2 separate regions of the Mus musculus genome follow, and region 1 is linked to region 2. Evidence: chromatin contacts called from public promoter capture Hi-C data. All regions are on one chromosome and are shown on one strand. Each heading gives the region's core, a stretch centred on a gene start, on an enhancer-like site or on the middle of the called end of the contact. The rest is flanking DNA. Distances are from core to core; before and after follow the strand shown. Region 1 has its middle 24 kb from the start of Gm35992. Region 2 holds the start of Twist2 (twist basic helix-loop-helix transcription factor 2).

The links. Promoter capture Hi-C pulls out the DNA fragments that hold promoters and counts their contacts.
Region 1: a promoter capture Hi-C map of liver shows a contact between it and region 2, with 2.9 times the contacts expected there. The contact joins the enhancer-like site here to the promoter of Twist2 in region 2. A contact is called at or near these places in 6 of 39 promoter capture datasets (the 3T3-L1 cell line, the C10 cell line, embryonic stem cells and 2 more), 1 of 115 datasets of contacts at active chromatin or transcription factors (the NIH/3T3 cell line) and 2 of 9 other capture datasets (embryonic stem cells and liver).

The regions. Positions count from the first base shown.
Region 1 is chr1:92,399,905-92,406,649 of GRCm38.p6, reverse strand. No RefSeq gene overlaps it. Among named protein-coding and RNA genes, the nearest start is that of Gm35992, 24 kb to the right of the region's middle. Within about 2 kb of position 1,334, at least 17 of the 459 cell types and tissues checked have an H3K27ac peak or open chromatin away from gene starts, as enhancers often do.
Region 2 is chr1:91,800,025-91,807,282 of GRCm38.p6, reverse strand. It overlaps Twist2 (twist basic helix-loop-helix transcription factor 2), which reads right to left and starts at 5,822. Exons shown (of 2, transcript NM_007855.3): 1 at 5,134-5,822. The coding sequence starts at 5,656. The coding sequence ends at 5,174.

The DNA of each region.
Region 1 (6,745 bases), core at 85-2,584, 600 kb before region 2:
CACCTTGTCGGATCCACGAAAAGCTAACACACCCACCTGTGTAACCGAAGCTTTATCACACAACCATGCCCACCACCTACCACTGTCTGTGGCTGTCCACAGGAGGTCGAGGTGAGGAGACTGGTTTGAAGAGGCCATGGTACACCCTCAGCCTGAAGTGTCTACCATCTGCTTTTGTGGAAAAAGTGCATGTGTCATGTCATGGATAACTGGGAGGGAGGACTTCTTTAAGAATCTAGGCACTGCCAAGCAGCTGCAGAAGTGGACCACATGCCCCGAGCTTTTTACTGTGGTCTCCTCCATTTGTTTTTGGAAGGAATAGTCATGGGCAGCCTGGCTAAGGAGGCACTCAGGCTAGTGGGGGCATGCTCGCCTGATTTAGCTTAGGTTCACACAGGCAGGGAAGGTACTCTCTGCCGATCCCAGGTAGAGCTCTGTCCTCTGAGTATGACAGGGCCTCTGTGGTCTTGGAATCGGCACTGATGGTTACCCACATGATCTGAGGTTGTCATCAGACCCCACCAGAGATTCCAGCTATTCACTCACTCCTGGCCCCCATCCCAGGCTGAATGTAATCCTGCCCTGGTACCACTTGGCTTTGAGGTCCTACCATAAGACATGGAAGGTTGATGGGTGGGAACTCTAGTAAGGAGGCACTCATGAGTCATCGCCCGTGCTCGGAGAGGGGAGGAGCTGCCTCCAGAACCCTACTGACTCTAGCTCACCAAGATAGACCTGGATGGGATTATTTCTCTAGTCTATCTATGCCCTTTCTAACTAGGGTGAATAGAAAGAGACTCTGAAGGGAAAGTCACATGATGCCAGGATCCTTCTGTGTCACTCAGTCCAAGAGGAAGGCGACTGCCACACACTGATGCCCTTGCATCCTTGGATCAACCTTAAGCTGCACTTCATGGTCAAGCTGAGCCTAGGGTGACATACAGTTGCGAGTAGCTGTGCCCTGAGCCCTAGTGTAATTTGCCTCTGTGTGGAAATCCCTACCACACCCAGCTCTGCAGCTGTGTCTCAAATCAGTTTATTTTTTTTAAAAAATTGTATTATAACTGAAAGTGGAAAATAATACACCTTTGGAATAGCATTAGGAAACCTTCCTGTAAATGAATCTGCATGGAGAAGTTTTGTTTCTGTGCTGTTTGGTTGCCATGGTGACAGTCTGCATTAGCTAATAAGTTTGTTTTGAGAATTTTTAACACCAGTTTGCCAATTTTTCTCTTTCTGCCGTAACTATGGCTTACGCCATTACACCTGGTGTTCCTGTGCTGTGTCCTCGGGCTCCTGAGCTGGCCAGGCCAGAGCCTCTTCAGTGAATACCACCTGAGGGAGGCGCTCAGTACACATGGAGCTGAGCTGAGAGAGTTCCAGCCTTGGTGGGACTGAACAGTAGGGTTGCTGCTCTTCCTGGGAAGGATGGGATGGCTCCAAGAGGGCAGAGTCAGGGATAGGAAAACCTAATCGGGCCCCCATTTGTCCCCTCAGCTGCCCAGAGAGAAACATGCAGGTGGAGGTGGCAGAGACACATCAGGGCAGGTGGTAGGGCAGCCTGGCAGACACCAGGGAGATCTGACAAAAAGTCTCCACTTGCCATTTAGCTTCAGAACCTCCAACAGGGACCTTGCTAGCTCAGCAGACCAGGTGCCAAGGAAGGGAAACATGACTTGTTGAGTCCCCATGATTCTCACCATGCTCTGGGTCTGTTTCCCCTGCTTGAGCTGTCATGGGGGAAATGTGACAGCACAGCTGGCCCAGGGACAGAAGCACAGGCTCCAGACACTGGCACCGAACTGCACCACGGCTGTGGTGGAGGGTGTGGGAAGGGTTCTTCTGAGATCCAAGAAGGAAGGCCTGGGAGGAGGGCCTTCTAGGTGATGGAGGAAGCAGCTGTAGCCAGCCCTGGGAGGTACCTGGACAGCAGGCAGGATTCTGCAGCTGAGGGTGCGGACTCTCTGACCAAAGCAGACAATAATCCTTGAGTGGGCGTCAGACAGTCCAGTCCTCGGGAAGCCCAGGGATAAGGGGGACAAGCCCCTTGATCATTGGTGCAATGACCAAGTGCTGACCATTCCAAGGGCAGACCAAAGCGTCTCAAAGGCAGAGCAGCCCAGAATGCTTGTTCTGCCCTCACAGGCTGCTGAACTCTGAACAGCTCAGTCAATCTTGACGTGCCTCAGTTTTCCTGACTGTGAAGTGGGGTTTTCAGAGAATGTTGGGACCTCCAAGTTTGACCAGCAAAAGAGGACTCCAGGTGGGGCGTCTGCTTGTCGGGATGGATCTGGGCCGTCTGTGAGGAGACGTCTGCACATGTTGATTTATAGCTGCTGCTGCACGCCCCCACTGAGCTCATGGCATGTGCTATTCTGAGTAGGGGTGTGTGTGTGTGTGTGTGTGTGTGTGTGTGTGTGTATAAGGTAATAAGACACAGCAGTGAACTGGAATGAGCCCTTGCAGCATATGATTACAGGTGATTCCTTGGTGTGTCTGTAGTGAGATGTGTCCATGTGGTTGGACTGGTATCTGGTCTGGCTTTCAGTAGATCCCCTGACTGTACCCACTGTAAGCCAGAGCCCCGCAGCACCAGTCACTCTGACACTTACTTTTCTATTAACATAGTAGTGGAAACCAAAGGAGGGAAGACAAAGTTTGGTGAATGCCTGAAGTCCTCCAGACGTTCCCTCGGCCCCCACACAGTGCAGACACATCTCTTCTCTGGCTCTTTCTAGAGCACAATGGTTAGGAACAGCAACCCCAAGCAGAGGAGGAAGGTGCCCCACACCAGGACATGCAGAGTAGCTCCCGTGATTATAGAAACAGAAAGACACAGCAGATCCGGGGTCCTCTGAGGCCCATTGGGAGGATGGGGCAGGGGGTTGCATAAGCTCCCCACATCCATCCTATGCTCAGAAAGACTGCGTTCACCAGGTAATAGCCAACACAGGTGTAGCAGAGGAGGGAGGCAGGGTACCCTAGGATGAGCCATGCCCACCAAAGGGACGGCCTCAGAGTTCAGTCAGCTCTGGACATCAGCAACTTACCACCTCTTGTCACAAACATCTGGCTTCACACAGCCGGCCCACAGCCATGCTGCTCCCTAGCAATTTATCCAGTGGGGAAAGAGGTTTGCAGGGAATTTGAGTGTCGCTGCAGGGTTTAGAGATAAGGACCAGTGGCTTCTTCTAGGACTCTGCTAGTGGCCCCCTACCAGGGCTGGGCACATTTCTGTGAGGGGTAGGTACAGAAGCCAAAGCTAGACCTTTTACATAGAAAGATTGAAATTACAGAGCCCATGACAGCACTGGGGTTGCCATCCATGGAAATTCCTGCATCAAGACAAAGGCTCACTTCTGATCAGAGCAAGCGTCACTGGCAGCAGACATCATTTTCCTCATGTCAGAAGTCCCTTGGTTCCACTTCAAAATACCCCGAGATCCCTGTTCCATTGAGCACTAAACCCTGGCCAGACTTGTTTAACGTTTGTGCTCAGTCCTGCCATCATTTCCCCCGTGTGCCTTCTGTGTCCACACCAAAGAGCCGAGTGGGGCGCAGAGCAACTCTGGAGGTGGGGTGGGGGGTTCAATCTGGGACATTCCATAGATCCTACTAGAGAGATAGAGGAGGGCCTCGGGAAACAGAGGTAGGTATGGTGTCATGGCTGCCTGCCTCAGGCATGACCAATACGAGCAGACGCTCAGCCCACAGGGGCCTGAGTCAGGAGCATGTGAACCCTCCTGAGATACTCCTGCCCTCATTGCCAGAAAGAAGGTCAAAGAAACCAGCTTATGCCTTTGTCCTGTGTACTATCAAGCTGGGGGTTCTGATTGGTATGGAGATGAGCTTTGTCAATAGTATATGAAAAAGCTCACCAGTGGCAGACTTGGGCATTGCTGTCACCTTTGGGCACTTAAATCAAACTCTGGGGGGGGGGGTGTGGAGTAGTAGTGACCCTATTAGCATGAGCATTAGCAGCTCTAAACACCGTCTTCATCCATTAGGGAAGGAAGGGGGTAGCAGGCCTGGAGGAAAGGGCAACAGGGAGCTGAAGTGGGATTGTAAAGACACAAATGAGACATGACCCTAGGCTTCAGGGACTGCGCTTCTCAGCTCCTGATGCTGGGCATGGATAGGGCAGCCACGGGCCAAGGCACATGCCTCTGCTCCCCCCATGTGGTCTATGAACAGGCAGGATCCCAGATGTCAGAACGCAGACCTGCAGGCTCCACCTCAGCACTTCCGGCTCAGAAGTCCCATTTAACAAGGTCTCCCAGAACATGCAAATCCAGCCACACACCATAGAAGAGCCAGAGGTGAATTTAAGGAGAGCTCCTTGCCCATGCCTCAGCACCTTCACAGGAAGCCATGGCTCACATCTCAACAGTTAGGGTTCTGTTAAAATCTTAACCGTTTTGACCACTCCTTTTGCTCGGAACATGCTTGCTTTCTGTGCTTATATTATGTAGCTATGGGTTATGGCTGATGCCAGGTGATTTGAGGGTAAAGACCTGGGATGCAATCTGCTGATCTGGAGGAAGCAGCTGGCACCTTGCCTGGCCCTCGCACCCAGGCCCAAGTTGGATTACTTCCATGGAAGGTCGAGACGGTTGGACATAGCCCTGGCTTAGGGGATTAACTCATCCCCAGTGACAGCATCTCCAGTCCTCCCCCATGTCCCCAGGGGATAGCTTTTGTATAGTCCCACAGGTTTATGGAGAAGAACTGGCCCCGAGAGACTGAAGAGGTGGAGGAACGCCTCTAACATATAACAAAGGGATCCACTGTGCAGGCTTAACAGCAGCGACCGTGAAAAGGAAATCCGAATTCAGTGTGACATAAATCACTGCAGAGAAAAGGAAGCGCCTGCTCAGCCATGCTGGCCACTCAAGCACCCTCACACTCGACAGTTTTTATAGTGGGTGTCTACTGCTACGAACAGACACCATGACCAAGGCAACTCTTATAAGGACAACATTTAGTTTACATTAGTTTACAGGTTCAGAGGCTCAGTCCATGATCATCAAGGCAGGAGCATGGCAGCATCCAGGCAGGCATAGCGAGGGAGGAGCTGAGAGTTCTATGTCTTCACCTGGCTCCCATGTAGTTAGGAGGAGGGTCTCATTGCCCACCCCCACAGTGGCACACTTCTTCCAACAAGGCCACACCTCCAAATAGTACCACTCCCTGGGACAAGCATATTCAAACCACCACAGTGGGTTTTGCCACCACAGTGAACCAACATCGTTTACACTTGTAAGGTGAGAAAACTCATACTCAGAAGCTAAGTCATCCTCCTAGATGTCCATGATTGTGGCCATCCATCCATCCTTCCATCCCCCACCTCCCATAGCCATCTATCTAGCCACCCAGGCATCCACCCATCCACTCACCCAGGCATCCCTCCACCCATTCACCCAGGTGTGTCCATCCATCATCCACTCACCCAGGTGTCCATCCATCCACTCACCCAGGTGTCCATCCATCCACTCACCCAGGCATCCTAGCAAAGTCAACAGTGTGGGATGAAGCACCCATGGTACCATCAGATTCCCTCCCTGCTGCCCACCTCCTCCCAGCTGAGTACAGACCATGACAGATAGTGACAGGTTGTAAAGGCACAAGGATAGATTCCCCAGGCCATGGACAAACCTTCCTCAGGACTCCAGGTTAGACGTGCAGGTGACAGCAAAGAAAGGGCTGGAGCCCAGCCATTCAGTTACCCCCATGGCTTCCCACTCACCAGTCAGTTGCCAGGGCTAGCCCACTCACCAGTCAGTTGCCAGGGCTAGCCCAGGGCAGGCAAACAGCAAAGGCAGGAGGGGGGCAGCCTCTGCTTTTGGGGAATCTACATAGCCCATGAACAGAGCCCAGGCTTGGGCAGGGACAATGGTCTTGGGGGGCCACAAGGGAGGAGCTGCTGAGCAGGGCAGTGCAAGAAGAGCAGGCTTGAGCTGCCAACATTGTAGAACGGGCTCCAGAAGGATGGCTTCTGAGTTGTTTGCAGGCTTAGAGGGAAAGTGTGAGGGTTGCATCCCAAGCTGGGCTTTTCTGCTTTCCTCATAGACAAGAAAGAGGACATGGCGCCATTGTACAGATCAGACTCCTTCCCCACAGTGGAGAACTGAAACCCACAAATCTCAGAAGGAAACTTCTATGGGTGAGCATGCCTAGGAGTTGCACATGTGGGATCAACTTACCGAAAATCTTGCCTCGGAGACCCGAGACAGCATGCAGGGAGGACAGACAGACACAGACAGACAGACAGACAGACAGACAACCTGGCTTTTCAGATAGAGTAGAGAGAGGCTGACTTTCCTTGAGACGGTGCGATGCTTGGAGAAAGACCGTGCTGTCTGAAATAGATTCGCACTGATCAAATAGGAAAGAACCAAATTAAGAACTTTTTTTAGAATAATATGTAATATGTAAAAAAAAAAAAAAAAAAAAAAACTGGAAAGAGGCTCTTGAGAAACAAAGCGTGGCCACAGTTCTAGAATTCTCAATGGAAAGCCATTGCTAAGTGCGACTACATATAAATGTGCTGCTTTGGTTCAAGAAAAACATGGTCAGCCAAGGTGCAAAGCAAATTGACAGCTGGCAAGGACGGGTGCATTGGAGGAGAGCTATCCTGACAGACACAGCAAGAACCCATAAATAACCCAGACGCAAGCAGGCCATTCATATATGAACTAGATGCAAACATAACAAGGACAGTTTTTTTTAAAATGGTCTTTAGAAT
Region 2 (7,258 bases), core at 4,573-7,072:
TAGCTCAGCCCTGTCCTGTCTCATTCAGAATCATAGGACCTTGACAAGACCCTGAGCAAGAGTTAGGGACAATAACCAAGCATTCCAAGCTGCTCAAACTCTGCTCAAAATAACTGTTTTCAAGAAGGGCTGGAGGTTTCCTTCATGTTGAGGGAAAGTCACATGCTAGCCTCTCCAGCTTCGGATCCAGGGCTCCCTTTGATGTGACAACCATTGGTAATCACCGACTTGGGGAGGAAAAAAAAAAATCCCACTGTGCCTCAGTTTACATCAGCATGAAAATTACAGCCTTAACATCACATTCTCGTCCCAAATAAACACTCAATTAAGGCGTAGTTTAACGTAACCAAATCACATAGGAAGGCTTGCTACAGAACAGGGTCACACACAGAATGTGTTCTGAAGACAAAGTTCATGATCTGCAATCTCATCCCATATCTCTGTCTCTGCCTCTCTCTGTCTCTCTGTCTCTCTCACACACATACACACACGAACTCTGAAACTTCAATATTTATATTACTCTAAATCATCCTTTAGAGTTGTGTGTAACTTTGACGAAAGCCAATATAGTATCAACATCCTCAAAAGCAGACGCATGCCCCTTTCAGACAAGAATGTCTGCAAATCCATTTGCGATGTTCTTTCTCTATTAGTCTAGAAGTCAACTCCTTTTGGAATTAATGCCCACTGTCTGGAACACCACTCTTTGCTTGGGAACTTCAAATTAATTATATCTATATTAAGACCTCACATTCTAAATAGAAGTACAAGAATACAAATGAGGAAAAATGTAGACTGTCATGTAGATTTTTTTTTTTAGTTTATTACTCAGATAAAACAGTAATAGTTCCTTCTGAAGTTGGCCCATTTAAAGACAGACTAATTCTTATAGAATATGTTTACTTTTATTTTTTTAAACTGGGAAGGTGTGGGGATGGGATTGGATAAGATCAAAGTATATGGTGTAAGAAAATGTCTTCATGAAACATTTTCCAATGTGTGAGAGATGATTATATGCCAATAAATAGTTTAAAATTTTTAACTTAGAGATCATGTTAATTTTTCAAGGAGATTCTGAGGCCTTACTCATTTCTCTTAAGGATGGCATCTTCCCAGACTCTAAAATGTCATAGCCCCTAGATTATCTTCAAGTGTTAGCATTTTATTCCTGCATGTGCATGTAGGGTATGTGCATGTGGTGTGTGTGTGTGTGTGTGTGTGTGTGTGTGTGTGCATGTGGGGTGTGTGTGTGTTCCATGCCTATCAGTTTAACCACATGTGTAGGCTCAGGTGACCAGGCACAATATCTTTTGCAACAGCTTCTGACTGTTTAGTTTCACCTTGGCTTTGGGAAACAGCCATCCATCTGTGTGTCTTAGATCCTGTTCCTTCTGTAATCAGGCTCCACTTCATGGCCACAGTAACTTACCCACCTCTTTGAATTTTACAGCCTCCTCCATGAACTCACTGCTGGTAGAGAGCTTTGCGGTCCCTTTGCTTTCTGTAGCACACTCTGCCTTCCCAAGAAAAGACGCAGGCACACACCGACTTTCACAAGGCTCTCAAAGACACCAGGGAGAATGGAGGGATGCAGACACTGACCTGAAAAGTGCCCCACAAGTGCAGCCTTTAAACTTGGCTTATTTTAAGTCTGTATTTAAACTCCAGTTATGAGTTATAGCACCCTGTGCACAAAACGTGGACCTCATGATTTCTTTGCCAGGCAAAATTAGCCCTGCATCTGTGCCTTCTCCTCAGGACACAGTGAGTGAGGCCGGTGGAAACTCATTGGAAACTCAATGCTTCCAAGCTTACAACCTGCTTGAAAGAGAGGCATTTTCAGACAACCTCAGTAAAGGACGCTTCAAATGACTTCAGAAAGCCACTCTAGCCTCTCCAGTCGCCACACAAGCCAGATGGGAGGCAGGAAAACATCGCTGATTTTTAGGAGGGTGGCTCCCACCGACAACTGTAGGGAGTTCCGTAAGACCATCTCATTTGTACCTCACATAGCGCAACTGTTCAGTTTGATCTTCTCAACAAACAAAAGCTCCGCCGGGATTGTGCTTTTCAGTTCCTCCCTGAGCAAGTTTTATTTTGAGACTAGCTAACACCCCGGATGCAGCAAACACCTCCATGATGCAAGCTTCCAGGGGAGAGGAGAGGCTGACATGGGTTGAAAGGTGAGGGAGACACATACTCTGTCCACAGGAACCAAACGTGCTCAGAAGGAAAGGAAAAAGGAAAGGAAAGGAAAAAGGAAAGGAAAGGAAAGGAAAGGAAAGGAAAGGAAAGGAAAGGAAAGGAAAGGAAAGGAAAAAGGAAAGGAAAGGAAAAAGGAAAGGAAAGGAAAGGAAAGGAAAGGAAAAAGGAAAGGAAAGGAAAAAGGAAAGGAAAGGAAAGGAAAGGAAAGGAAAGGAAAGGAAAGGAAAGGAAAGGAAAGGAAAGGAAAGGAAAGGAAAGGAAAGTCCGGTCGTTGGAGATTAAAACCTGTTGAAAAGCCTTGCAGAGTCAGCAGAACGAGAGACGAGGCTGCCTTAAACCATGACCAAGACGGCAGAATAAATAGTGGATGAGAAATGACTGCCTTTCTCTGTTCCGGACCAGGTGACAGCGACCCTGCTCAGAGGGCTCCTACGTCTCACAAACACACTGGACCCCTTCTGAGGCTTCTTTCAGTTATTTGAGTCCTGCTGACTGGGAAGACCCCTGATACTTAGTCTAATTGAGTTTTAGAACACCCAGCCAAGGAAGAACTTTACTATAAGCTGGACTTCATGGGCCAGGCCCTGTTTCTCTCCACCGTCAAGGACGATTTAAGCTTTGTGTCGTTAGTAAAAATATGTCACAATAGACATTAAAAGTATATACAGTTCATGAAATGTCTAGGTTCCTTTCCCTCCAGGGCTGTAATTAATGTTCCTTGGAAATGTTACAGAGAAATAACCAATTACAATTAGCAACATTTCTAGAAGATTAAAGTAATTACAATTGCATTTATGCTCCTTAAGAAGGATGGGTTAAGAATAAGAACATAAAGGTGCTAGTTAGCACAACCCAAACAAATCAGACCAAGGCAGGTCCAACATCAGTGAGTGCATCAAACAGGGACACATTGCCTTGGAAAGAGTCCTCTGTGTGGCCAGACACCAGCTAAGCCCACTAGCCTTTGTATTTGATTATTTGAAAGTAAACAGGCCTGCATCTTGCTTTCCAACCCAATGTGTTATCTGATAGTTTAATGCCTTTTTGTCCAAATAAGCTCTTAACATTTTTCATTTGTTTATTACAGATATTGCATTTTTGGATTTTAAAACATATTTGATTGCAAACTGTGATTGAATCAAAGTTGTTGAAGAGAGCAATTATCTTAAAATGAATTTTAAATGCCCCCACTAAATTCTTGCATCAGGGTAGGATCTCCTAGTGTTGGCTTTCAATAATTTTCGGAAGGACTATCTTAACGATAGTTCTGTTGACATTTCCCTTAAACAAATTCTATGTGTGTGTATAAAAAAGATGGTGCATTTCATCTGTCTCGGCTCCCTCAGACGTGTTGTAAACCATGGCGGTAAGAGGGGTGAGTGGAACTTAACTAATGGACACTCATAATTTAGGCAGCAAAAAAACAGAATTAATGTATTATCCCTCTGAAGCTTCGAGTACTTTGCCAACCCAAACTTTCTTTCCTAGAGAAATACGTGATTGAGACAATTCCCATCTGTTTTTGACAAACACAGGGGAAGATTCCCACAAGTGACTCTGTTAAAAGCTCTTCTTAAAAACTATAAAATAGTCGTATCCCAGAGGTTATTTCATGAAAACATTTTTTTGATGATAGAAATAAAGGATTTTAAAAAAAAGAAAGAAAGAGGGTAAGAAAGGAAAGGAAGAAAGAAAACAAACCCACTGTATGAGACCAACATTTTGTGGCCACAGCAGCAACTTTCAAGATATTATAAAATTATAAAAGTGTAAATAGATGTTTGGGACAATGGATAATCATGTTAATCTTGATTAATCCAAATTCTTTCTGTGTTAAGCGGAGACTTTCATTTAAAAAAAAACACACAAGATGCATGAAAAACGAAGGAAAATTAAGTGGGAAGAATTTTCTATACCACGCTCCCCTCGAAGATCTAAGCAAGGCCTCAGGGAAGCAGAGCCTGCAGGATACTGCCCCTGGGGCTGCCTGGGGATTTGGGATGTGTCTGCTAAGCAGCGGGTGCAGGACATGATAAACGCTCTCTGAAACACCAATCCGGTGCTCAGCTGTGCTGAGCTGCCTTCTTCCCAGGCAAGGCCCTGCTCACACTGCTTCTTCATCCACACCCACCGCACACTCAGACCTGTTACCCAGCCTGAATCCCTTGCCTCTGTGTCTTTCCAAGTTCAAGGATGGTGGTACTTAAGCACACAACTCTAAATACGATCCACCTGCTTGCAGGCAGCCAGAGACTCCAAGCCGCTACATCCACCCAGGCCTGGGCGCTTGAGGGTTCCATACTTTTGGGGCGACAAGGGTCTACTGCATTCTTGGCGCCCAGAGATTTGCTCCTCTGTGAACCTGGAGCCCCAGCGCTGAACAGAAACCTCTCTGCCGCGCCAGGGGCCAGCATCATCTTACGTACTGAGCCGGCTAGGGCTTGAACGCCCTAGCATCCAAGGCGCGGGCCGGAACTGCGGATCAGAAAGAGCGGATTGTCTGTACCACGCGTGGGCTCCTCAGCTCCATAGAATGAGCGCGAGGCAACAGGTCGGCCACAACCCAGCGGGCATCGCATCTCCTGGCCTCCGCTGGCCTAAGGAAGACGTTTTGACAACCGCTCCCCACAGAGTCACCCACAGATACCCATCCACCAAAAATGAAAAGTGACCATTTGTCCAATAAGTGTATTTGGACCCTGATGGGGAACCACAGGCGGGTGGATTCCGAACGGATACCCTTGGCAAAAGACCTTGGGCGTGCCCCCGGGGTAGGAGAGTTTTCTCAGGTCGCGCCAACCCTTGCAGGGTGAGGAAGCTCACCCCATCCCTGTGCGGTTGCCTGAGGTACCTTCACGAGGAGAGATACACTGGCCCGTCCGCCCACCCACCCGTGCGTCGTGGATGCCCACCACACGCAGCACCTACCCTGGCTTGCGGCTCCGGAGGTGGATGGCACGGCGCGGCGCTAGTGGGAGGCGGACATGGACCACGCGCCCTCCATGCGCCACACGGAGAAGGCGTAGCTGAGACGCTCGTGAGCCACGTAGCTGCAGCTGGTCATCTTATTGTCCATCTCGTCGCTCTGGAGAACCTGGTAGAGGAAGTCTATGTACCTGGCGGCCAGCTTGAGCGTCTGGATCTTGCTGAGCTTGTCAGAGGGGAGCGTGGGGATGATCTTGCGCAGCGCGGCGAAGGCCTCGTTGAGCGACTGGGTGCGCTGGCGCTCGCGCACGTTGGCCAGGATGCGCTGGCTCTGCAGCTCCTCGAAAGACTGCGCGCTCGGGCTGCCCTTCTTGCCGCGCTTACCCGGGGTCGGGCTGCCATCTTCGCTCGATTTCTTGCTGTAGCGCCGCTTCCGGCCGAAGCGCTTGGGCTGCCTCTCCAGCTCTTCCTCACTGGTGCCCAGACTGTCCACGGGGGACACCGGCGAGCTGGAGCCCTCCTCCATGGCGCCCGCCCGGCGCGCGTGGGGCTGGGGGGCGCCGAGCGCACGCCACTGGCCAAGCCCGCGGCCGCCGAGCACAGGCTCCCGGGTCGCTCTCAAAGGCTCTGATTTCGAGGCCGGCTTGTGCAAAACCGAGGTCTCCGGGAGAGGAAGTTATTCTAACTTTTTTGGAAACTCTATCCCGGCTGGGTTGCTAAATAGCTGTCAGGAGCGAGGGCGGCGCGCTGATTGGCCACCGTGGCCAGGGGCAGGACAAATTCTGGGGCCTTCGCCGGCCGCCCCCGCCCCCCCCCCCCCCCCCGGGCGGCACTTTCAGTTTTGTCTCCGCTTTTTTCGGCCCTGACTGTGGCCCGCATCTCGGAGGCCAGATCCGCGCGCTCAGCCTGCGCTCCTACCCCAGGCGCGGGCCGCTAATCAGCGGTGCTGACCTCTAAGTTCAACGGTGCCTGCCTTTGTCTGAGTCTCCTGGAGCAGATTTGGCCCTGCCAGGGTTCAGGGTCTCTGCGAGGGGTGGAGGAGGCAAGTCCAAGCCCAGATGTGCTCCGTGGACCAAGGACGCAGCTGGGAGCCTCTTGGGGCGCGCACTGAGACCTCCGGCGTCTGCAACGCGATCCTGCCCGCAGTGAGTGGAGCTGTGCAGGCAGAGTGCCACGACCCGGGGCAGGGCAGATACTCGCCTGTTGGCAGAGATGTCCACCCCCACGATCTCGCCTCTAGGATCTATAGAGACGCCGCCCGGCTCGGGCCAGTATGCAAGTTGGAGATCCTTTTTCAATCCCGATTTTCTGGGCTACTTCAGCCTGGACACGTTTTCAGAACCTGCCCCCTAAATGCTTTATAGCTTAGGCATCACAGCGAGCCTCTGCGGGAGCGCCCATGTGCCCGCCATGCCTGCCTACCTGACCTTGCCCTGAGTGTTGGATCCCGGTTTGGGGTTCAGCCTCAGCCTCTGTACTGTGCTTCACTTGCAGGCGGGTGGTGGGCCCAGAACACTGAGACTAGGGAGAGGCTGAACCTGTCTGAAGTCCCCTGCCCTGGGCACTGATGGGCAGGGCAGGAGGGCTCAGGATTGCAGAACATTGGGCCAGGCCTTGGTGAACAGACATCACGGATCCCGGCCCTTTGCCATCTGGACTCTGAGCGCCGAGCGCCAGCCAGCGCGTTTGAAGTGCTTGGGGTCTCTTTGTTCGCCAGGCCGCTCTAGCTGGGGCCTGGAGGTGGTTTACAGCTTCCTTGCCTTTGAACCTATTCCCAGGTGACCCGGGCTCAACTAGGCCAGGCTTGAGCATGGCTGTCAGAGAAGCCCTGTGATCAAGGGCTAACTAGGTCTTATTGAAGTTGAACCTGAGGCCAGAGACTGCTACAGCCTCAGCCACTCCTGGGGGCAGTGGGGAGGGCCCCCGATGTGGGGCCCTCGGGTTGAGACCACTGTCTAAGGAGCTGGAAGAGCTGTGTATGCCACTTCTTGCCCCCTCACCAAAGGCCTGGGCTCTCCACCTTTGGGGACATGCAACACGCACCACTGGAACAATGCTCTGTGGAGAGCAGGCCCACTCACAGAGGACTGTCACAGCTCTGTGGCTCCTTAAACATTCTCAGGCTTCA